6 separate regions of the Sus scrofa genome follow, and regions 2, 3, 4, 5 and 6 are each linked to region 1. A link is a contact called in public Hi-C and HiChIP or PLAC-seq data. All regions are on one chromosome and are shown on one strand. The core of a region is the stretch at or near the end of the contact, and the rest is flanking DNA. Distances in the headings are between cores, read along the strand shown. Region 1 overlaps LOC106506054 (a long non-coding RNA gene). Region 2 overlaps ZMIZ1 (zinc finger MIZ domain-containing protein 1). Region 3 overlaps ZMIZ1 (zinc finger MIZ domain-containing protein 1). Region 4 overlaps LOC106506054 (a long non-coding RNA gene). Region 5 overlaps ZMIZ1 (zinc finger MIZ domain-containing protein 1). Region 6 overlaps ZMIZ1 (zinc finger MIZ domain-containing protein 1).

Evidence for each region. A called contact is a pair of places that touch in the nucleus more often than the background predicts. HiChIP or PLAC-seq counts read pairs in DNA pulled down with a chosen protein or histone mark.
Region 2: a contact with region 1 is called in an H3K27ac HiChIP or PLAC-seq map of skeletal muscle, with 6 times the contacts expected there. The contact joins two enhancer-like sites. A contact is called at or near these places in 12 of 47 Hi-C or Micro-C datasets (alveolar macrophages, brain, embryonic fibroblasts and 9 more) and 2 of 2 datasets of contacts at active chromatin or transcription factors (alveolar macrophages and skeletal muscle).
Region 3: a contact with region 1 is called in an H3K27ac HiChIP or PLAC-seq map of alveolar macrophages. The contact joins two enhancer-like sites. A contact is called at or near these places in 2 of 47 Hi-C or Micro-C datasets (retroperitoneal adipose tissue and skeletal muscle) and 2 of 2 datasets of contacts at active chromatin or transcription factors (alveolar macrophages and skeletal muscle).
Region 4: a contact with region 1 is called in a Hi-C map of heart right ventricle, with 1.6 times the contacts expected there. The contact joins two enhancer-like sites. A contact is called at or near these places in 3 of 47 Hi-C or Micro-C datasets (embryonic fibroblasts and heart right ventricle).
Region 5: a Hi-C map of liver shows a contact between it and region 1, with 4 times the contacts expected there. The contact joins two enhancer-like sites. A contact is called at or near these places in 3 of 47 Hi-C or Micro-C datasets (liver, retroperitoneal adipose tissue and skeletal muscle) and 2 of 2 datasets of contacts at active chromatin or transcription factors (alveolar macrophages and skeletal muscle).
Region 6: an H3K27ac HiChIP or PLAC-seq map of alveolar macrophages shows a contact between it and region 1. The contact joins two enhancer-like sites. A contact is called at or near these places in 1 of 47 Hi-C or Micro-C datasets (liver) and 2 of 2 datasets of contacts at active chromatin or transcription factors (alveolar macrophages and skeletal muscle).

The regions. Positions count from the first base shown.
Region 1 is chr14:81,316,607-81,319,710 of Sscrofa11.1, reverse strand. The region is part of intron 4 of LOC106506054 (a long non-coding RNA gene); the gene reads left to right. Among named protein-coding and RNA genes, the nearest start is that of ZMIZ1, 91 kb to the left of the region's middle. Within about 2 kb of position 1,525, at least 73 of the 83 cell types and tissues checked have an H3K27ac peak or open chromatin away from gene starts, as enhancers often do. A contact at or near this core is called in alveolar macrophages, liver, retroperitoneal adipose tissue and 1 more, where this site is marked.
Region 2 is chr14:81,526,913-81,530,016 of Sscrofa11.1, reverse strand. The region is part of intron 4 of ZMIZ1 (zinc finger MIZ domain-containing protein 1); the gene reads right to left. Among named protein-coding and RNA genes, the nearest start is that of TRNAK-UUU, 73 kb to the left of the region's middle. Within about 2 kb of position 1,471, at least 5 of the 83 cell types and tissues checked have an H3K27ac peak or open chromatin away from gene starts, as enhancers often do. A contact at or near this core is called in skeletal muscle, where this site is marked.
Region 3 is chr14:81,487,044-81,490,147 of Sscrofa11.1, reverse strand. The region is part of intron 3 of ZMIZ1 (zinc finger MIZ domain-containing protein 1); the gene reads right to left. Among named protein-coding and RNA genes, the nearest start is that of ZMIZ1, 80 kb to the right of the region's middle. Within about 2 kb of position 1,582, at least 28 of the 83 cell types and tissues checked have an H3K27ac peak or open chromatin away from gene starts, as enhancers often do. A contact at or near this core is called in alveolar macrophages and retroperitoneal adipose tissue, where this site is marked.
Region 4 is chr14:81,157,631-81,160,734 of Sscrofa11.1, reverse strand. All of the region lies in intron 8 of LOC106506054 (a long non-coding RNA gene), which reads left to right. Among named protein-coding and RNA genes, the nearest start is that of ZMIZ1, 250 kb to the left of the region's middle. Within about 2 kb of position 1,529, at least 12 of the 83 cell types and tissues checked have an H3K27ac peak or open chromatin away from gene starts, as enhancers often do.
Region 5 is chr14:81,468,359-81,471,462 of Sscrofa11.1, reverse strand. All of the region lies in intron 2 of ZMIZ1 (zinc finger MIZ domain-containing protein 1), which reads right to left. Among named protein-coding and RNA genes, the nearest start is that of ZMIZ1, 61 kb to the right of the region's middle. Within about 2 kb of position 1,547, at least 9 of the 83 cell types and tissues checked have an H3K27ac peak or open chromatin away from gene starts, as enhancers often do. A contact at or near this core is called in liver, where this site is marked.
Region 6 is chr14:81,445,989-81,449,092 of Sscrofa11.1, reverse strand. All of the region lies in intron 1 of ZMIZ1 (zinc finger MIZ domain-containing protein 1), which reads right to left. Among named protein-coding and RNA genes, the nearest start is that of ZMIZ1, 38 kb to the right of the region's middle. Within about 2 kb of position 1,637, at least 19 of the 83 cell types and tissues checked have an H3K27ac peak or open chromatin away from gene starts, as enhancers often do. A contact at or near this core is called in alveolar macrophages, liver and skeletal muscle, where this site is marked.

The DNA of each region.
Region 1 (3,104 bases), core at 276-2,775:
GGCCAAGATCAGGAACTTGAGAGCCGGTCTGCTGGGTGGCCCCCTCCTCTTCCTAACTGCGTGACATCAGGCAGTTCCTGAACTTTTCTAGACTCAGCTTCCTCATCTGGAAGTAGGGATAATCAAAGCACCTGCCTTATCAGGGTGTGGTGAAGATTAAATGAGATAATACATGTAAAACACACAGAAGGGAGCCCAGCACACAGTAGGTGTTATTAAGGGTTCCCTGTTACTATTATTAACGTTCAAGGTCTTTCAGGTAGAAAGCGGAAGAACCAGGTTTTCCCAGGGCCTGTGGTGAGGCTGATCCCTGCCTCTGCCCAGCTGACCTTGGCCCTGAGTGGGACTGGCTGTGCTGACCCAGGCTCAGGAAGGAGGAGCTCTACATCCCCCACCAGGCCGTTCCTCTGCAGCAGGCATGTGACATATTGTGGTGTGATGTGTTTTCCCCTCATGGTGCAAGATGTGACTCAGAAGGGCATGCTGGGGAAATGAGTTTCTTGGATTTGCCCACCTCATCGCCCCTGCGTTCTTTAGAATTTCTCTGAATCAGACTTTATATCTGGTGCTATCGCTCACTGGCCTTATTTATGCGGAAAACAGCTCCACATTTCCAACTTGCTCAACAGCCCTCAGGATTCATCTTGGGCCCTGGGAGGGTAGCAAAAGGCGGGGAGGGCCAAAAGGAAAAAGAAAGAAAGAAAAAGGGAGAAAGAAAGAAGGAAAGAAAGAGCCAGCAACAATCAAAACAACCCTTTTCTCCCTGTGTAATCTGGGCAGCTTCCAGGAGGATAATGTCTTTCCACCGTGAATCGCCCCCTCCCTCCCAGGCTGTTTTCACAGGAAGCAAATCCTGGAGCATTTTCAATGTGCCCCTCGAGGCAGAACAATGAGGCCCTTGAAGCCTCGGCCCCGCGCTTCCTCCAGTTATCCGGAGGCCCGGCCGAGCCCCTCCTGGAGCGGGGCGGGGAGGCGGCGGCGCGAAGGGGCGCGGGACCGGCTCTGGGAAATGGAGTGGGGGGAGTCTGCGGGGTGTTGCGGAGCCGCACGGGGGAAGCCCATTAGCCAAATAATAGGTTTGGATCCGACTGTTTTGCCAAGGTACCCGGCATTTATCCGGCTCCCCGATTGGGGGCGGGGAGCTGGGAGGAGGAGGCGCGGATCCAATTACGGCTGCTCCTGCCCGGTCGCCGGGAGGTGGTGGCGGGCCGGGCAGGCAGGCGGGCGGGCGGGGATGGGAAGGGCCGGGTGGAGCGGGAGGCTCGGGGCTCGTGCGCGCAGAGCCCGGGCAGCGGGTCGGGGGGCGCCTGTCCCCCAGGCCCGGCCCGGGCCGCGACCCGCGCCGCCTCCCCCGCCCGCCGGCTCAGCTGCCTCATTGTTTATTGTGGAGTCTGGCTCGCCCCCTCCCCGTCCCCCTCCCTCGCTCCCGCCTCCCTCCCTCCCGCTCCTTTCTCCCCTCCTCCCGAAAGAAAGAAGAGCCAGTCTGTGGAGACGAATGAGTCATGAATAAACAAACAGCGTGGGGGAGCTGTCACTCCGGGCTGACTTCCTGGCCGCGCTCTGCTCCGCGACCTCCTGGCGGGGCGCAGAAGCTTGGCTGGCTGGGATGGGCAGGGGCGGGCTCCCCTCTCCGTGGGCGAGGGGTGGGGTGCCCAGGACCCCAGTTACCAGGCTGACCTTGAGCACAGCCCTCAGAAACATCGAGTCCGTTAGACAGCGTGTGACCCAATGTCCCCAAACCTATCTGTACACGTATGCTGAGGGTGGTGAGTCTGATTTCCTTGGGTTTGACAAAAGCCATACGCCACAGACAGGCATGTGAGCATCTGCTGTGTGGGGTTGATTTCCCTGTGTGGGCTCACCCTCTGGGAATGCTGTGTGTGTATGTGTGCGCGAGCGCGTGTGTGCACGCATGCGTGGTGTGTGTGTTTGTTGATGTGGTTTCTCTTGCATGTGTATATCTGGTATGTGCTGCAGACGCTAGGGCACTGTGAAGACGGGTATATGTGGGATGTGTGTGTGAGCGTGTGGAGTGTCTGTGTGTGGAGTGTGGGGTACACATGAGTGTGTGTTCGTGCCAGGGCTGGTAGCCTGTGTGTGTGTTTGTTGTGTAATCATTTTTCTGACTCTGAATCTGCTTCTGCCGCTTTAAGATTTGAGATCTTTCTTTGTGCTTAGTTTTCTACTTGGGCCTTTTTCCTTTCCCTTGTGTGATCCTGTGGGTCATTCGGGGCCATCTCTTCCCATTAGTGAGGCCCCAGGGCCCCAGCAGACCTCCAGGGCCTGGCCTGGCTGGCCTCAGCGTCCAGCCAGCTGTGGCCACACGCAGGCTCCCGGCGCTGACTCATGCCTGGCGAGAGCAAAGCAGAGCAGAGTCTGACCAGAGCCCAGGCTGGGTGAGCCCCCCCTGTGGGGAGGGCGCTCTGGGCCCTGCCTCTGGGGGCTCTCCTGAGCCCTTGAGCTCGAGGAAAGGGGCCTGAGCTAGTCCAAACCTTCTGGGGCCTTCTGGTGTAGAGAGGAGTCCATGCAATGGGTCAGAGTCAGGGGCAGGGGTTGGGCATATCTTCTGGCTTCCCCAGCAACCACACACCCTCACAGAGGTCCATCCCAGGACCAGTACTGACCGCTGAGCCTTCAGGAGGAAAGTTGGTGAGACTGAGCATGGCCGTGACTCAAGCTCCAGCCCTGGCCCTAGTTGCTTGGCTGGGTCCAGTACCCTGACATCTCTGGTCCTGCTCCTTCTCCATGGGCTGGCCCAGCTCCTACAGTTCTCCAACTTTGGGTGGGGGATTTGCATTCAGGGCCAGATCTCCCTAAAGCTGAAGCAAGGTGCAGTTTTGCTGCCCTTTCCCCATTATCACCCTCTTCTGCAGCCCCACTGCTTGTTGGACTTGGTTTCCTGGCCCTGGAATCATGGCATTGGTTATGGCCTTGACCGGGAGTTGGCCCTGGGGGCAGTAGGCCAACCTTGGTCATTTCTCAGCCTCCTTCCCATCCTTCATCTGGCAAACAGTTTGGAAGGGTAGCTAAATCAGTGTGAGCTGGGAGGCAGGTAAATGTGAGTTCACAGTCTAGCTTCCTCACATTGCCCTCTGTGTAACACA
Region 2 (3,104 bases), core at 222-2,721, 210 kb before region 1:
CAACCCGGTCTGGGGTTCCCGAAGAGTGATGCATATAACCACTGGTAGAATAAGGAGGATTTTAGGTGGGAAGACATTTACATTTTCATAGTGAAGGATGTGGACTAAAACAATGATCACTGGTGAGTTGGTGGATATTATTATTTAGGATAGGATTAAATTAGGGAGGGATGGCAGACCTAAACAGACTAAAGGAACATCTTAACCAGTATAAATGGAAGAAAGTGACTGAGGTTAAGAAAGCACTGTAGTTTGATGCCTTCCTCATCTTTTTTTTTTTTTTTTTTTTTTTTTGGCTTTTCTTTAGGGCCGCACCCACGGCATATGGAGGTTCCCAGGCTAGGGGTCCAATAGGAGCTACAGGCTGCTGGCCTATGCCACAGCCACAGCAATGCCAGATCCGAGCTGCATCTGCCACCTACACCACAGCTCATGGCAACGCTGGATCCTTAACCTGCTAAGCGAGGCTGGGGATCGAACCTGCAACCTCATGGTTCCTACTCGGATTCGTTTCGCTTCGCCACGACAGGAATCCCATGCCTTTCTCATCTTAAAGATAAAGGAAGCAGAAGCTTGAGTCTGGTGCCTTAGACCCCTCAGCCATCCTGACATGGATTAGCAATGAGATCCTGCTGTGTAGCACTGGGAACTATGTCTGGTCACTTATGATGGAGCATGATAATGTGAGAAAAAAGAATGTATACATGTATGTGTAACTGGGTCACCATGCTGTACAGCAGAAAAAAAATTGTATCGGGGAAATAACAATTAAAAAATATAAAAACAAATAAATAAAAAATAGAAAAAAAAAAAAGAGAGATAAAGGAGCTCAGAGAGATGTAGCAGCTCCCTGTGGTCACACAGCAGGTGACACTTCCACACCCAATCTTCGGTGCCTACACTGGGTACACTGCCTGGAGACAGAGGAAGAGGGTGGTGGTGAGGCAAAGACAGTCAGAGTGACTTTGTGCCCTACCCCAGGGAAGTTAGGAGGAGAAGCAGAGGGACAGAACGTGAGGGGGGAGGAGGGAAGAGGCAGCTCCAGGCAGCTGACCAGGACCAGCTGCTTCCCATTCTTGGCCGGGCAACTGGAGCAGGCCCTTGGGTCAGCTTGTGGCCTTGCACAGGGTGAGGTCCCTGGGTAGGGGGTGGGTCCCGAGAGCCAGATCGTCTTGGCTGTGAGGCCGTGGGGCGGGGGGGGCGCTTTATCTCCCGGAGCCTGTGCTCTCATCTGTCAGGCAGAAAGGTGCATCCCTTCCCTAACCCACTGGGCTGAGGAGCTGAGTAAGTGAAGTGGCTCAGGGTAGAGTGTTCAGAAAAGGGAAATCCTGATTTGGACAAGAGCTCGTCCCAAACCAGGTCCCCCTCCTCAACTCGGGGAATGCCCCTAGGCCAAGACTCTGCACCCGCTGGCCCCAGAGGCTTTGGCTTGACACTTGAGGATCCTGGAAGGGTAGACCTACTTCTCTCCATGACCCAATCTCCCAGTACCCACCCTATGGGAACCCCCACTGTCAATGGTGGTTAAAGGGACAACACAACGTACCCTGGGTGTTTCAGACTGGGGGCTTCCTGAGGGCCAGCCCCACACAGCTATGTATACCTGACAACCTGTTTAGGGGCACAGGAGTTCATCTAGAGAGGGAGGCTGGCTGATCTAGGAGAAAATGTTGATGTTGCCCTGACACATATCCCGACCCACCCTGAGCTGGGAATCTGCACTCTGGGTGTCCCATCCCTCTGGGGCATGTGACACCTTAGCAGGCCCAGGCTACGTCCTTGAGGCCAAATCCTCCTGCCACCTTCTGGCTAGACTCCAAATCCATGACCTCACAGGGAACTTTCCCTGACAGCTTCTCTCCCCCAGAGGTGAAGGAGGGCCAGCTTCAGCTCTGGATAAGGTTGCTAGATTTGCTCTCATCCCCAAGGCTATGCCACCACTGCTTTTTGTTTCCTCGGCATGGAAAGAGAAAGCGGCAACTATTGAAGCTATATGTGCCAGATACTAGGTTCTCTACTCATATCACCTTAAGCCTCAGAATTCCACTGTGATGTTCTAATTATTATTACCATACTATAGAAGAAGAAACTGAGGCTCAGAAAGTTCTGATGACTTGCTCAGTGCCACACTACTGAAAGTGGCAGTGCCAGGACTTGAGCCCCAGTCTGGTTATACAGCTCATGATGTTTTATTGCATCATGCTCTCCATGGAATGTGGCAGGCTTCCTCCTCATTTCCTTCCCTGCCCCTGTGTGTGAGAAAGGTGACTGTCACTGCTGTATAACCCTGAGGACAGTGCAGAGACAGGGAGTCACAGCATGATGCTGTCTGGTGCTGGGTCTGGACCGCAAGCTTTCCCTAGAATAGAAGTGCCCATGCAGTGACCCTGATCTGGCCTACGATTCCAAAGGTTCATGCACCATGAAATGGGGAAGAGGGAGGGTGGAAATAATTTCCTCAGGACATTGGGAGGACACAGGGTGAGATGAAGCTGGAGATGGAGCCAGGGTTCCCGACCACCAGCTGGTATCCTCCAGAAGGCTATAAATACCCTGCAGATGTTCTTACAGCTCCAGCTTTTCAGACAAAGAGGTGTTCTCCACTGTCCCTTCTCTACCCCAGCTCAAGACTCCAAATCCACCCACCTGGCATTCTCTAGGAGCTCCAGACAGGGGCAGGGCGGACGGTATGTCCGTGGGAGAGTCAGAGCTAGACGAGCCTTCAAGGACCAACTAGCACAGGAATGGCAGGGCTGTGGTGTGTGGGACGCCACCCCCACCTCCTGCACCCATAACAGGCATGGCTAATCAGTCACGCACTTTTCCCACTGGGTCCAGACATGCTCAACCAATCCTCCACACTGTTCCCTGCTGTCCAGCCATTCTTTTGTGTGTGGGTGGGTGGGTGTTTGCCTTTTCTAGGGCCACTCTCGCGGCATATGGAGGTTCCCAGGCTAGGGGTCTAATCAGAGCTGTAGCCGCTGGCCTACGCCAGAGCCACAGCAACACCAGATCCGAGCTGCGTCTGTGACCTACACCACAGCTCACAGCAACACCAGATCCTTAACCCACTGAGCAAGGCCAGGGATCGAACCGGCAACCTC
Region 3 (3,104 bases), core at 333-2,832, 170 kb before region 1:
AGGAGCCAGGCCATGGAGCTCTTGCTGTTTGCAGGGACACCAGCCATCCCTGTAAGGGTGACCCAGTGATGGTCTGCAGGGTCACTGCTGGGAAGCCTGGGAAGAAGGGGGCCTATTAATCATCAAACTGCATCCACAGTCTGCCCCAAGATGCTCCACCAATGCAGCCACCCAGGGGGGCTTGACTGGTCCCACTGGATTTTGTTAACACTGAGGTGACACGAGACCTATCTTTGGCATGTACCCTCCCTGACCGGGGCAAGTGCCTCCTGACCCCTCGAAGCCTCCATCTTTCATCTGCAAAGTGGGATGAACAATGCCTGCCTAATGTCCCAGGATGCTGGAAGGCTGCTAGGAGATGGAGGATGGGCCGGGTCTTGCGATGGGCTGTGAGGTTCCCTATTCTGTTCCACACACTGCTTACTTGACTGCTCCTGACTTCCTGGGCAGCCTCAGTGCCCAGCCTGGTCTGAGCCATCACACACCCAGAGCGCATCCCCAGGTCCTCACCAGGAGGCACTGAGGACTCTCCAGGTACCTCCCAGCTGAGGCTGTCAGGACCAGCCTAGGATGCTCTTCCTTCTCCCGTGAGTCTGGGGTCTCTGCGTCCTTTCAGAAAGAAGGGCTCCCTCAGCCTAGCAACTTGGTGGGATTCTTGGGGGAGCCACTCCCCACCTGCCCATCAATCCTTGGGACTGAGAGAACCTGCTGTCTGGGACTGGACCCCTGGATGGGCTAAAAAGAGGGGGGCAAGGTCAGCCCCCACAATGAGTGTTGTCTTGTTGCCCATAGCAGCCAGGACAGGGTTTGCCCCCAGAATGTTTGCTGGATGGATGGATGAGCAGTTATGGGAGGGGTGGTGTGAAAACAGATTTAGATCAGAGAACAGAGCAGCTGACACTTGCACAGTGCTCACCACAGCCATCCTAGGCCCGGCTCTAACAGAGGCTGTCTATGCCGGTTAACCCAATAGTCCCCACAGCAATCCTATAAAGTGGTAACATCATCCCCATTTCACAGATGAGGAAACTGCGGTTCCAAGACATGAAGTCACTTGCCCACAGTGTTAGAAAGTGGCAAAGTTAGATTCAGTGCAGGCCCTGGACTCCAGAATCCATATGCTGGTCCACAATGCTGCCTGGGGGCTGTGGAGAGTGGGGAGAGATCACGTGTCAAGAGGCCCATCCAGACCAGAGGTTCCTGCCCAGGCTCCAGGCCCTGCCCCAGGGATTTAACTGGTCTGGGGTGTGCTGCCTTTCAAAGCTGCCCTGGATCTCGCTTTCGGCAGGAGCTGGGAATCCCGGCCAGCCTCACCTTCACTCTGCAGTCGGGGAAACCGTGGCTTAGGGAGGGCAGGCATGTTCAAAGTCACCCTGCGTGTCAGGGGAGCTTGGGACCCGGAGCCCAGCTCCCATGACTGCTCCTTCGTGGGCCTGGAGCTCTTGGAAACAGAGCCCTGTGGCCTCAGCAGAGCAGCCCACAGGCGCAGCCGTGGGTGGGAGAGATGAGGCAGACAGATGCGGGGAAGCCAGAGCAGCACGCAGCCAGATGACACACAGGCCCAGCAATTCCTGACTCATGGCCACCCATCCCGTGACTCCACCCACCGCCAGCGTCCCCACCCTGGCTTACACTCCACAGCCTGTTGCACCCTCTGGAGTCCCCTCCCATTTAGGACCAGAGAGCCACAGAGGGAGGAAGGAGCGGTGGCGCCCCACCCAGGGCTGGGTGGGAAGCCCAGACGACCCGAGAAGGGGGGACTCTACACGCAGAGGAAGAGGCATTAATTAGCCCTGCCCCTCCCTGCAGTGCCCTGCACACTCCCAGCCTGTGCTGGCCAGCACCCTGTGGACCAAGCACCCTGTGGACAGGAGGAAAGCTGGCGCTGACACCCACCAGGGCCAACTTTCTTAGCCACGTGACACCCTTTGCATCAGGGCCCCACACCTGGCAAAGCATATTAGGTTTTCCTGCTACCCGTTTATTTCACGAATGCCCGAGAAGGCATTACACCCCCCCACCGGCCAAGAATCTTCCGTGACTCCCCATTGTCTACGAGGTTGGCACTAATTCTTCAGCCTCATGTTCAAAGCCCCAGCCTGCCTCTGATCTGTAATGTGTCAGCTCCCACCTCTGTACCTCGCCTACCCTAATCCTGCTGCCAGGAATGTCCCCGTCCCTGTGGCCTGATGCCCTGGGAAGGAAATTCACACTGCCATCAAGGGGCCACAGGAATCAGATACTGGGTTCACAATATCTCAACAACTCCTCATAGCTCCTTATGCCACTGGCTCTGAAAGGCCCATTTGACAGATGCAGAGGCTGAGGCTCAGAGCGGCAATGTGTCCAAGGCCACTGGAGGCTGAGCTGTCACCATAAAGGCAGGGCCTTGGGTTGCTTGGACCTACGGTCTTCTCCGGTGCTGATAAGCTTTCAGCTCATCCATGAGCTCAGGGTGGCTCCGGCTCTGTTAGCTTATCCAATGTCAAGGTGACTTGGGTCTGCTAACCTTGGCATCTTGATCCTCCTTTTGCCCTCTTTTGGGAAAACGCTGCGACCCCTGTTGACACTGAGCTGGGCTTAGGCTGGGGCCCCCAGGCTGGGGAGGTGGGTGATGAGAAGCTGTGCAGCTCTGTGGCCAAGAGCATAGACTCAGGGGCCAGCTCTTTGGTTCAATGCCTGCATAACCACCCTGGGCTGACTGATTCACCTGTCTGTGCCTCAGTTTCTTCCTCTGGAAATGGGGATAATGGAAAAGTGACCTCACAGAGATGCTGTCATGGTGAATGTGAATTCCTGTAGGTCACGATCGGAGCAGCATCCCCACAGAGTGCTACAGAAGGGCTTAGGAGGGTTTGGAGTGCTTAGTATCATTGCTCTGTTCCTCCCTGCACTGTAAGTTCAACGTCACGGCCAAAGGAAAACTGAAGGCCTCAGAGCACCTACCAGGAGAGAGGAGGGGGGCGGGAGAGTGGCAGGAGAATCTGCCCCTCAGATTGCCCACTTCCTGGCTTCTGGTCCACAAGGCTGCCACCTGGCCTGCCTGCCTGAGCATGGCAGAGAGACCTGGCACACTCCACCTTTCAGCTCTTGTGAAGAGGGGA
Region 4 (3,104 bases), core at 280-2,779, 160 kb after region 1:
TCCCCCAGCTGAGCTGTGGAAGGTGCACTAGGATGGAGTGGAAACGGGGGGCGGGGGTGGGGGCTGGATGGGGGGGCTGGTGTTGCTTAAATGTGCATGCCTCCCGATGCACCAATTCTACTTCTGTCTGCCTGCCTGACAGAAGCACTTTCACATGCATTCCTGGAGGCCTGTTCAAGGGTGTTTATTGCAGCCTTGTTAGGCAGAGTCAGAAATGGCAACAACCTTGATATCTATCAGGGCGAGAATGGCTGGAAGCCTCGTGGCGGGTCTGTATTTCAGCAGTTAGAAAGAACGGCGGAGCAACTTAGGTAGTGAGACAGGAGGGTCTCCAGGAGAGTGTGAATGAACAAAGCTCAGTGCACAGTGTATATATAATATGATCCTCCTTAAGTGAAAAAAATACACATGGCTGTGCACATGTACCCATGCACTCAGGTGCATCTGCACACACAGACACACACAATCGCAGACGGGTGCACACATGTACTCACACTTGGACAGAAGACTGAGCACTGGTGTTGAGAGAGCAATCTCTCAACCCAGGATTTCTCTGAATCTTTGTTCTGTCACTTACTAGATCTGTAACCTTGGGCAAATGTTTTAACTTTTCTCTACCTCAGTTTGCTCATCTGTAAAACATGGATAATTATATTCCAACCTTGAGAAATTATTGAATGGAGTAAGTGATTTCTTGAGTTAATACAAGCAAAGTCCCTGTGAGAACGCCTGGCCCAGAGTAAGGGCTAAATGGGTTAGTGGTTGCTGTGACCATATTTCGTGGATTCTAACACACACATCTCTTTTCACATCTTAAACCACCCATCGAGATATGGTTTACAACTGATAGATCTTAACATCAAGTCGTAGTTTCATTGACAACTCCTCCCCCCGCCCCCCCCCTTTTTGGGGTCTTTTTAGGGCCACATCTGCCGTTTATGGAGGTTTCTGGGATAGGAGTTAAATCGGAGCCGCAGCTGCCAGCTTACACCACAGCAATGCGGGATCCGAGCCACCTCTGCAACCTACACCACAGCTCACAGCAACGCCGGATCCTTAACCCACTGAGTGAAGCCAGGGGTCAAATCCTCGTCCTCATGGATTCTAGTCAGGTTTGTTATCACTGAGCCACAATGGGAACTCCCCTTTTCCCTTCTTGGTAGCACATAAAACAAGGGAGCATCTTATAATTGGAGACACCCTAGGCACAGTGACAAAGAACACTATTTCTGGGAAATACTTACTAGGGCTATAGACATTTGTGTAGAAGCATGACCGGTAAACTCTGGGACACACACATCCAGCTCATACCCGTGGTTCCCTCAGGGAAGAATGCTGGTGAGGGGGGTGTCAGGAGGCCTGCACCCTTATCAGGGCTGCCTTAGTGTTTTACAAGCAGCGCGTACTCATGTTTACATGTGGTTTCACTTAGCGTTGCTTGGCTGCAGCCGGCAGACACTAACACTGGTTAACTTAAGCAAAAAGGAATTTATTGGCAGGATGTCGGGAGCTCACAGAAGTGACAGGAGCCCAGAAAGCAGACTTGGAGAGGGGCCGGGGCCCAGGCCTCTCCCAAGGGCCTGGATTAAGAACCACAGCCACCACCTGGTAGCGGGAAACATCTGGTCTGCATGCCACCACGGCTGAAACCGATGACCTCTAATCTTCTCCGCTGTCTCTGGGTTCAGTGGCTTTGGCCATTCTTGTGGGTTGTCCATCATCTGATGACCCCTCTTCCCTAGGCTTGAGAAATCCTCTACCTTAAAAAGTCTGGGAGAGGAGTTCCCTTCGTGGCACAGTGGTTAATGAATCTGACTAGGAACCATGAGGTTGTGGGTTTGATCCCTGGCCTTGCTCAGTGGGTTAAGGATCTGGCATTGCCATGAGTTGTGGTGTAGGTTGCAGACGCGGCTCGGATCCCATGTTGCTGTGGCTCTAGCGTAGGCTGGCAGCTATAGCTCCGATTTGACCCCTAGCCTGGGAATCTCCATATGCCACAGGAGCAGCCCAAGAAATGGCAAAAAGACAAAAAAAAAAAAAAAGTCTGGGGGAGAAGCGACAGAGTCAGCCTCCTGTTGAGGACTGAGAGTGACAAATTCCTGTGGTCCCAGCATCCTTTGCAGCTCCCCGAATGGGTCAACCTCCGAGCTCCTCCCACACATTGAGCCAAGAGCAAGCAAGGCCAGGGAACAGGGACAAGGCATATCTCTGCTGGTGCAGGAGGTTGGAGACAGTAACTGCAGAAGCAAAGTCCACTTTCGGGGGCAACACTTGTCAGTGCCTGGCAAGTTGTATCACCCTGTGCCTAGTGATTCAGCAGCAGTATCCTCACTGCACTGGCTTCATGAGGACAATTTGGCTGTGGTCAGCTGTGCCCTGACCTCTTTGTGTGTTTCTGTGCCTGGTTCTCATCCTTCCCCATGGGTCTGTGGGTCACGTCACCTCCTTTTGAATAAACCCGCCTTCCTGCTCCCATCCGACCAAGTTGGAGGCTGTTTCCAGCAACCAATAAGCCTGGCTGACACCCTGCGTCACTCACTGCAGATGCAAAGTCCCAGAAGAGATGGCAGGACACGTGCCTGCTCCCTAGAGCAGACCAAGAGATGTAGGGAGCTGGCTTTTTTAATGGGAGGCAGAAGACTAGAATTCCCCTCCACCAAGACCACACACAATAGGGAAGAGGCAAGTTTCAGAAGGAAATCAAGCCACTGTTAATGAAAGTGCTGGAGGGGCGGCCAGCAAAACATGACAAGCATGCATTACTTTTGTTTGATGAAAATAATGCAGGCTCTGCTTGGAGGAAACAGTGATTCATTCATTCGTTCATTCAACAAACTGATTGCAAGTCAACTATTCACAGACATGGTTGGCCCTGGGACATAATAATGATAGCCCTTCTGGAGCCTGGGTCTGGTGCTGGTACCAGCTCAGTAAATAAACAGGAAAAGGCAGTGGGTGCAGTGCCAAAACACCAGATGGCCTAGGCACTGTGGCCTTGGAAGGAGGCAATCAGGGAAGGCTTCACAGAGGAGGTAGCAAAAGAGCTAGACCTTGAAGGAGAGACAAGGTGGGCAGGGGTTGTCAGGCTGACGAGCAGCGGTGCA
Region 5 (3,104 bases), core at 298-2,797, 150 kb before region 1:
CCCTGGCAGGAAGCAGGAGAGAGCGCCGATGTGGAGGGGCTGAGAGCAGCTGTTCCCTACACTCCTGTCTGTCTCTTTCCCTCCCAGGTCCCCACTTCTCTCTTCTTTGCTGGCCTTCTTTCTTTTCTCTTTTTTTTTTTTTTTTTTTTTTTTGGTCTTTTTAGGGCCACACCCGCAGTAAATGGAAGTTCCCAGGCTAGGGGTTTAATCAGAGCTGTAGCCACCGGCCTAAACCAGAGCCACAGCAATGTCAAATCCAAGCCCCATCTGCGACCCACACCACAGCTCATGGCAACGCCGGATCCTCAACCCACTGAGAGAGACCAGGGATTGAACCCGTAACCTTGTGGTTCCTAGTTGGATTCGTTTCCACTACACCACGACAGGAACTCCTAGCCTTATTTCTTTACTGAGTACTTTTCTGTGTTGCTGCCTGAGGGATATTCTTCTAGAACGTTTTCTCTTTCTTCCCGAAACTCAAGGGGAAGTAGGTCTAGGAATAATGTACTCAAACAGAGTGGGATTAAGTTCCAGATCAGTGGAGCATCCTGTGGGAGACAGAGGCAAAAGTCTTGAGAAGAGGCGGCCCAGAGGAAGAGATGAGTTGGGTTTTGAAGGATGCATAGGAGTTTTCTCAGATGGTGGGAAGTAGCAAAAGGCCCTGCATGTGCAAAGGCAGGGAGGCAAGAAATAGCATCCTTTGACTATAGTAAAGAGTGCTTCAGGGCAGTAGAGACTAGAGAAATAAGCAGACCTTCATTTTGATGAATCTTGGATGAATCTAGGCTCAGGGTTTGGACTTAATCCTAGAAGCCTTGAAAAGATCTAAATCGAGGGAGGTGGGCAGCCCCTTCCCACTCACTTCTCTTCTGAGCTTCCCCTCCCCCACCCCAGAGCCAGGGAGTGGGCCAGGTCGACAGGCCATTAGAGGCAGCTGGTCCAGCTCAGCAGAGCGAGCATGGAGCAGGAGGCTAACCTGATTAGGAGGGACAGGAGGTTTGTCTGCGGGGAGGGAGGGAGGGTGACTACTCAGAGGGCCAAGGGAAGGGGGGGCACGCTGGGCCACTCTTGGGTCTCTTCAGCAAGGGGCCTGTCTTCCCCTACAATGGAGCCCCGCCCTGCCCCCAACCCTGACTGCTGCGGGGAGGGGAGCAGCACTGCCTGAGAGGCCTCTCCCCTCCCCTCCGGTTGAAACCCCAGCTCCACCATTGCCTTGTGCTGTGACCTTGAAGAGCCACTCCCAACTCTAGGCTACATTCTTGTCCCCCAAACAAAGGCTGGCACTAGACTGGGGGAGAGGCAATGGCTACTTCAGCCCACAGCCCCATCCCAGATGGATAGTTTCGTGGTCATGGGGTTAACTTTTAGGGATTTGGGTAAGGAAGGCACTCCCATTTGCCCCAGTCCCTCCAGCCTCACCCAAGCCCAACTCACAGGCGTGTGTGGCTGCTGACCTTCCCTTTCCAGTGACTGTCCTTGACTCAGGCTGCCTGGCTTGAAGTAGGGAAGAATAATTCCTGTCCACACAAGCCCTGGGGTCAGTACAAAGCTCAAACAAGCTGTGATCCTGGCAGTGATCTGAAGGGCAAAGCCCAGTGCAGTGGTCTGACTTTGACACTGGAGGCTGGGAAGGATTTCACAAAGGGAAGTTTCACACTCTCCAGTGGGGACAGCTCCCTAACCTCTGAACCACCCCTTTAGAAAAGCAGGGACCAGGCAGCCCCCTCAAGGTCTGGAAACGGTGTCTGAGCTTTGCCTGAGCTCTTATCTGCTGTCACTCAGGACCACGCTCTGAACTCGTAAGGGAAGACAAAGATCACACCGCCCCGCTTCTCTGCTCTGTAAGTTGTGCTCCTGCCTTTGGCCAAAATCAATAACATTCTCCACTATGATTGTTTCACCAGCACGAGGGACTGGGCCCCTGGTGATGACATTCCACTCCTGGCGGACACTGAAGGTCCTCCTTCAACACACAGCCTCTGACCCACTGCAGCAGTCATGAAATGTGGGCTGGAGGTGGGGCTGGGGGTGGTGATGCGGGGCAGCATGGGCAGAGAGCAGGGGGGCTGCCCAGAGCTGCTCTAAGTGCCTCTCCAAAGACAAGCCCGGTGCTATTCATCAACTGGTTTTCAGGGCTGTGAGAAATCAATGGCATTTGTGCTGCAAACTCATCATTAGGACAGGAAAAACTCTGCAATGGAATTGATTTGTTTAAATATAATAACACAATTTAACAGAGAACCGTGGGGGTGGGGAAAGGACCCAGGCAAACACAACACAGGGACAGTGCAGAGGACCAGAGAGGAACCAGCTTTGAAAAATCTTCCAATGCAGCAGCCCCACCCAGGGCTGCCCCAGCTCCCCCAAACCCCACATCAAGGAGGCCAGAGTGGTCACAAGCTATGATCCCGGGGGTGGGGGGGTGGCTTGGGCCCCATCTCAGACATCCCCTTTATTAAAGAGATGATGCGCCCAGAGGCCTGGTTTGTCATTGCCATGCTACTCTTGGAGGTGACTTTGGCTCCATCAACGTTCAATGCAACAAACTTAGATCAGGCACCTACTGTGTGCGAGGCATCTGTGAGGGATTGTAGCGGGAACAGGATAAATCCTGGGCCCAGCTCCAAAGGATGGGATGGATAAGGCAGGAATGCAGGTGACAACATGAGGCCAGGTAGGGCTGAACTTCCTGGGATCTTAGGAAATGTGGGAGAGAAGTACTGGGGGAAAAGGACAAAAGGACAAAAAGGGGGCAGCGAGGGGCAGGAGTGGAAGTTACAAATAATCAGGAGGAGCCCACTTAGGGGAGCGGGCTCTCATCTCATGGATATAGTACCCATCAGCCCAGAAGATGATGTTGATGATGAAAGCTGGCTTTATTGATCTTTACAATGTTCCAGCATCCTGCAAACATGTGTCATTTCAATAAATCTCACCAACCTATGAAGAAGGACTCCCATTTCACAAATGACACCACTGAGGCTCAGAGACTTAAGTGACTGCTTGTGGTCATACAGCTACTAAGAGATAGAGCTGGGGTTAGACCCCTGAGCCTGTGCACTAGCCACTGGACCTCCTGCCTCCTCTGGGGCTTGTCCTCCTGT
Region 6 (3,104 bases), core at 388-2,887, 130 kb before region 1:
AAGGCTCTCAGGCCAGGCTGGGCAGCTGGCCACGGGGAGGAACAAAGAGGCTAGCCCATGCCCACCCTCAACCTGCACCCCCGGCACACCAGGAGAGCATCACATTCTTGAACACCTTTCAGAAGCTCTCCTTTCTCAGGAGCCCGAGCTGGGAGCCGGGAGCCGGGAGCCGGGAGCTGGGAGGAGGCCCTGCCAAGTGTTGATAGCACTCTCTCCAGAGAAAGCTGCTGTCACAGGGAAACATTCTGGGGAGAGCGGTTGTTTACCACCAACGCCTGGGACTGTCAAGAAATAATCAGAAGAAATTAAATTTGCAAAGTCGAAAAGACATAAAGGCAGCCCCCTCCCCAAGCCTGGGAATTCTCAACCTGGAGGATCAGGCTGCTCTATTTTTTTGGCTGGTTTGGGGACAATATTCTTAAATCTGCAGGAGGCTGCGAGAGATGGCGGGTTATATGTGCAGCCAGCCAGGACTGGGGGCCCTGAGAACTGTCATCAACCTTGGCCTCTGTGCTCAGGTGCAGAGCGACATACACACTTGGACTTGATAAGACCACGTGATCTTACCGACAGGGGTAACCTCCAGGCTGTCTGTCCACAGTCTGCCAGGAACATGCAGTTCCTCAAGACTACCTCAACACCTCCGCCACACTGACCCGAAGACTTGGGCTAACAGGGCTGGGAGAGTCTGAAAAAGTCATCAGTCAGGCCCCGGCCTCTGCACAAACCCATACTCCTGCCAAAGGCACGCGGCTCTGCTGGGCTCCTGTTGCCCCTACCTGGATTTCTATGTGAGATCTCCTCCCTCTAGTCCACCTCCACACAGGTGGAGGGCCTGGGCCTGAGCTGGCACAGAGTGGGCTGTCGAGGAAGGTTTGCTGACCAGCAGAATCCAGACATGAATGAGCCAATGACCCCCAAACCCAAATCAAACACACCTGTCCTGCTTGGGTAGCAGCCCTGACTCCCCACTGTGAGCACCTCCCACTGTCAAACTCCCAAGTCTACAAAACCCTTCACCTGTGTGCTGTGTACAAACTTCCAGGAGTCTCTCACAGGCTCTGCACTCCAGCCATAGCACAATCACTCAACTTTCTCTGTACTTTCATGCCCCAGGGACTTGGCGTATGGTACTGCTCTCTCTCTGTGCAACCAAGTCCTGCTCTGGGTCAAGCTCTATTTCCCCCTTTGTAACTGTTGCGACACTTTTTACATTTACCCCAGACTGGATACTGTTCACATGTGCTCTGAACTAAGTGGAGGGCACCATGGACACAAAGAGGGTTCCTTCCACTTGCACTTGCCCGGGGGGGTCAGACAGGGGCCTCCAACTTTATTGCAGTCAAACAGCCATCCCAGCCTCCAGCCTGCAGGCCAGAAGCAATTCCTCCTAAGGGCTAACCTGCATTGCTACTGCTGTCATTTTAAAAACCATTCCCTGGAGAGTGGGTGAGAAGTCCTCGGCCAAGTGTAAATGAGAATGTACTCGTGGAGCTCCCAGAGCCGAGAGAAGGGGCTGGCTTGGGAATTTCCAGGCAAAGGCCAGCAGAAATTGGCCACAAATGAATCATTAACTCTCCAGTTGAGAGCTCCGTGTGGCTGGTGCCAAGGTCTCAGGCTCTGGCCTGTGTGGGCCACTTGGCCTCTCTTTGGCTCAGGCCTGAGGGTGGCCCCGCCCCCTCCCCCCACTGGCCATCTGCTTCACCCCACAGCCACTGGTCACTGAGAGCCGAGGCCATCTGGACCAGAGCAGCCCAGATGTCTTATGGGAGAGGGCATGTCTTTCCCCAGGAAAGACTCCAAACCTTTGCCACACACTTCTGTCCTTCTGGAATGCTGTCCCTTTAGCAAGCTAAGTCCCTTTGTCCTTTGAGGGCTGGCTCCAGCCTGGCCTGCCTCTTCTCTGCCCTGCCTATCTGGGTCCACCTTGGCCTGCCACTTCTGAGCACCTGTAGCCTTGGCAATGTCTGCCAGCCCTGACCTGGGCACAGGGGCTCATTCCTTCAGCAAGATGGGAACTCTGCCCCTCTCCTGGACCCCATCAGCTGGGCTGAGGTGGGGCAAAGGTCAGGGAGCCCACGGGTGATGGGGCTGCCTGTGGGCTCTGTCTGTACCCAGCAGGGGAAAGCATCTGCAGGCCTCACCTGGCTCAGGTGCAACATCGAGTCCCGCTCACTGGCCTCCCTTCAGGGTCTCAGGCCAGTGAGGGTGCAGTTCAGACACAGAGAGGTGCCTGCTGGCCTCCCACTGCCGAGCTAAGTGGCTGTGGGGGCCAGCATCCTCATTCCTAGGAGCCAGCAGAGGTCAGCCCTGACCAGCTCCAGCCCAGACGTATCATCCTGCAGGCTGGGGTGCAATTTCACCACAGCCCCTTCAAGTGGCCCTGAAGAGAGGCTGGCCGGGACTCCTTTGGGGTGGGGACTGATGGACATGAAGTCTGGAAACACAGACCTATTATAATATAAGGTCAAGACACCATTCACCTGTGTTTCTGAATTTAGTGTCCATCTGTGTGGCAATAAGACTGGCAAAAATAACAAATACTGCTGACTTGGGCATTTGCTTTGTGTCAAGCTCTGTGCTAAGCTCAACACACATTTCTCATGAATCCTTCCACTGCACCATGAGGCACCTACTATTAATATGCCTGGCCTGGAAAAAGAGGAAGCCATGGTTCCTAGAGATGCAGATGCAGATGAGGTAATGTGCCCGAGTCCCTGGGCTGAATTGGGCGGCTGGGGATTCAGATGGAGTGTCTGACCCGGACCACACACAGCACCCACCCCCATGTACCCAGAAAGCAGTAAGACACGCTGTGGATACCACCCCACCCTCTTTGCTGAGCCCTTTTCTCATCTGATCCTTAAACTGTCCTGTGAGATGGCCAGTAAGAGTCATTATTACCATTTTACAGATTGGGAAACCAGGGCCTTGACTTATTTAGCAGAGTTTGTACTCCTTTAATTCTTACAACCCCATGAGGTGGCTGTTGTTAAAACATTTTGCAAATGAGAAAATGCTGAGGATGGGAAAGGCAGAAGGAAAGTGTCCCACATGCTGGGGACAGAGCCTGGGTTTGGTGCCCTGATCTGTCTGACTCTCGA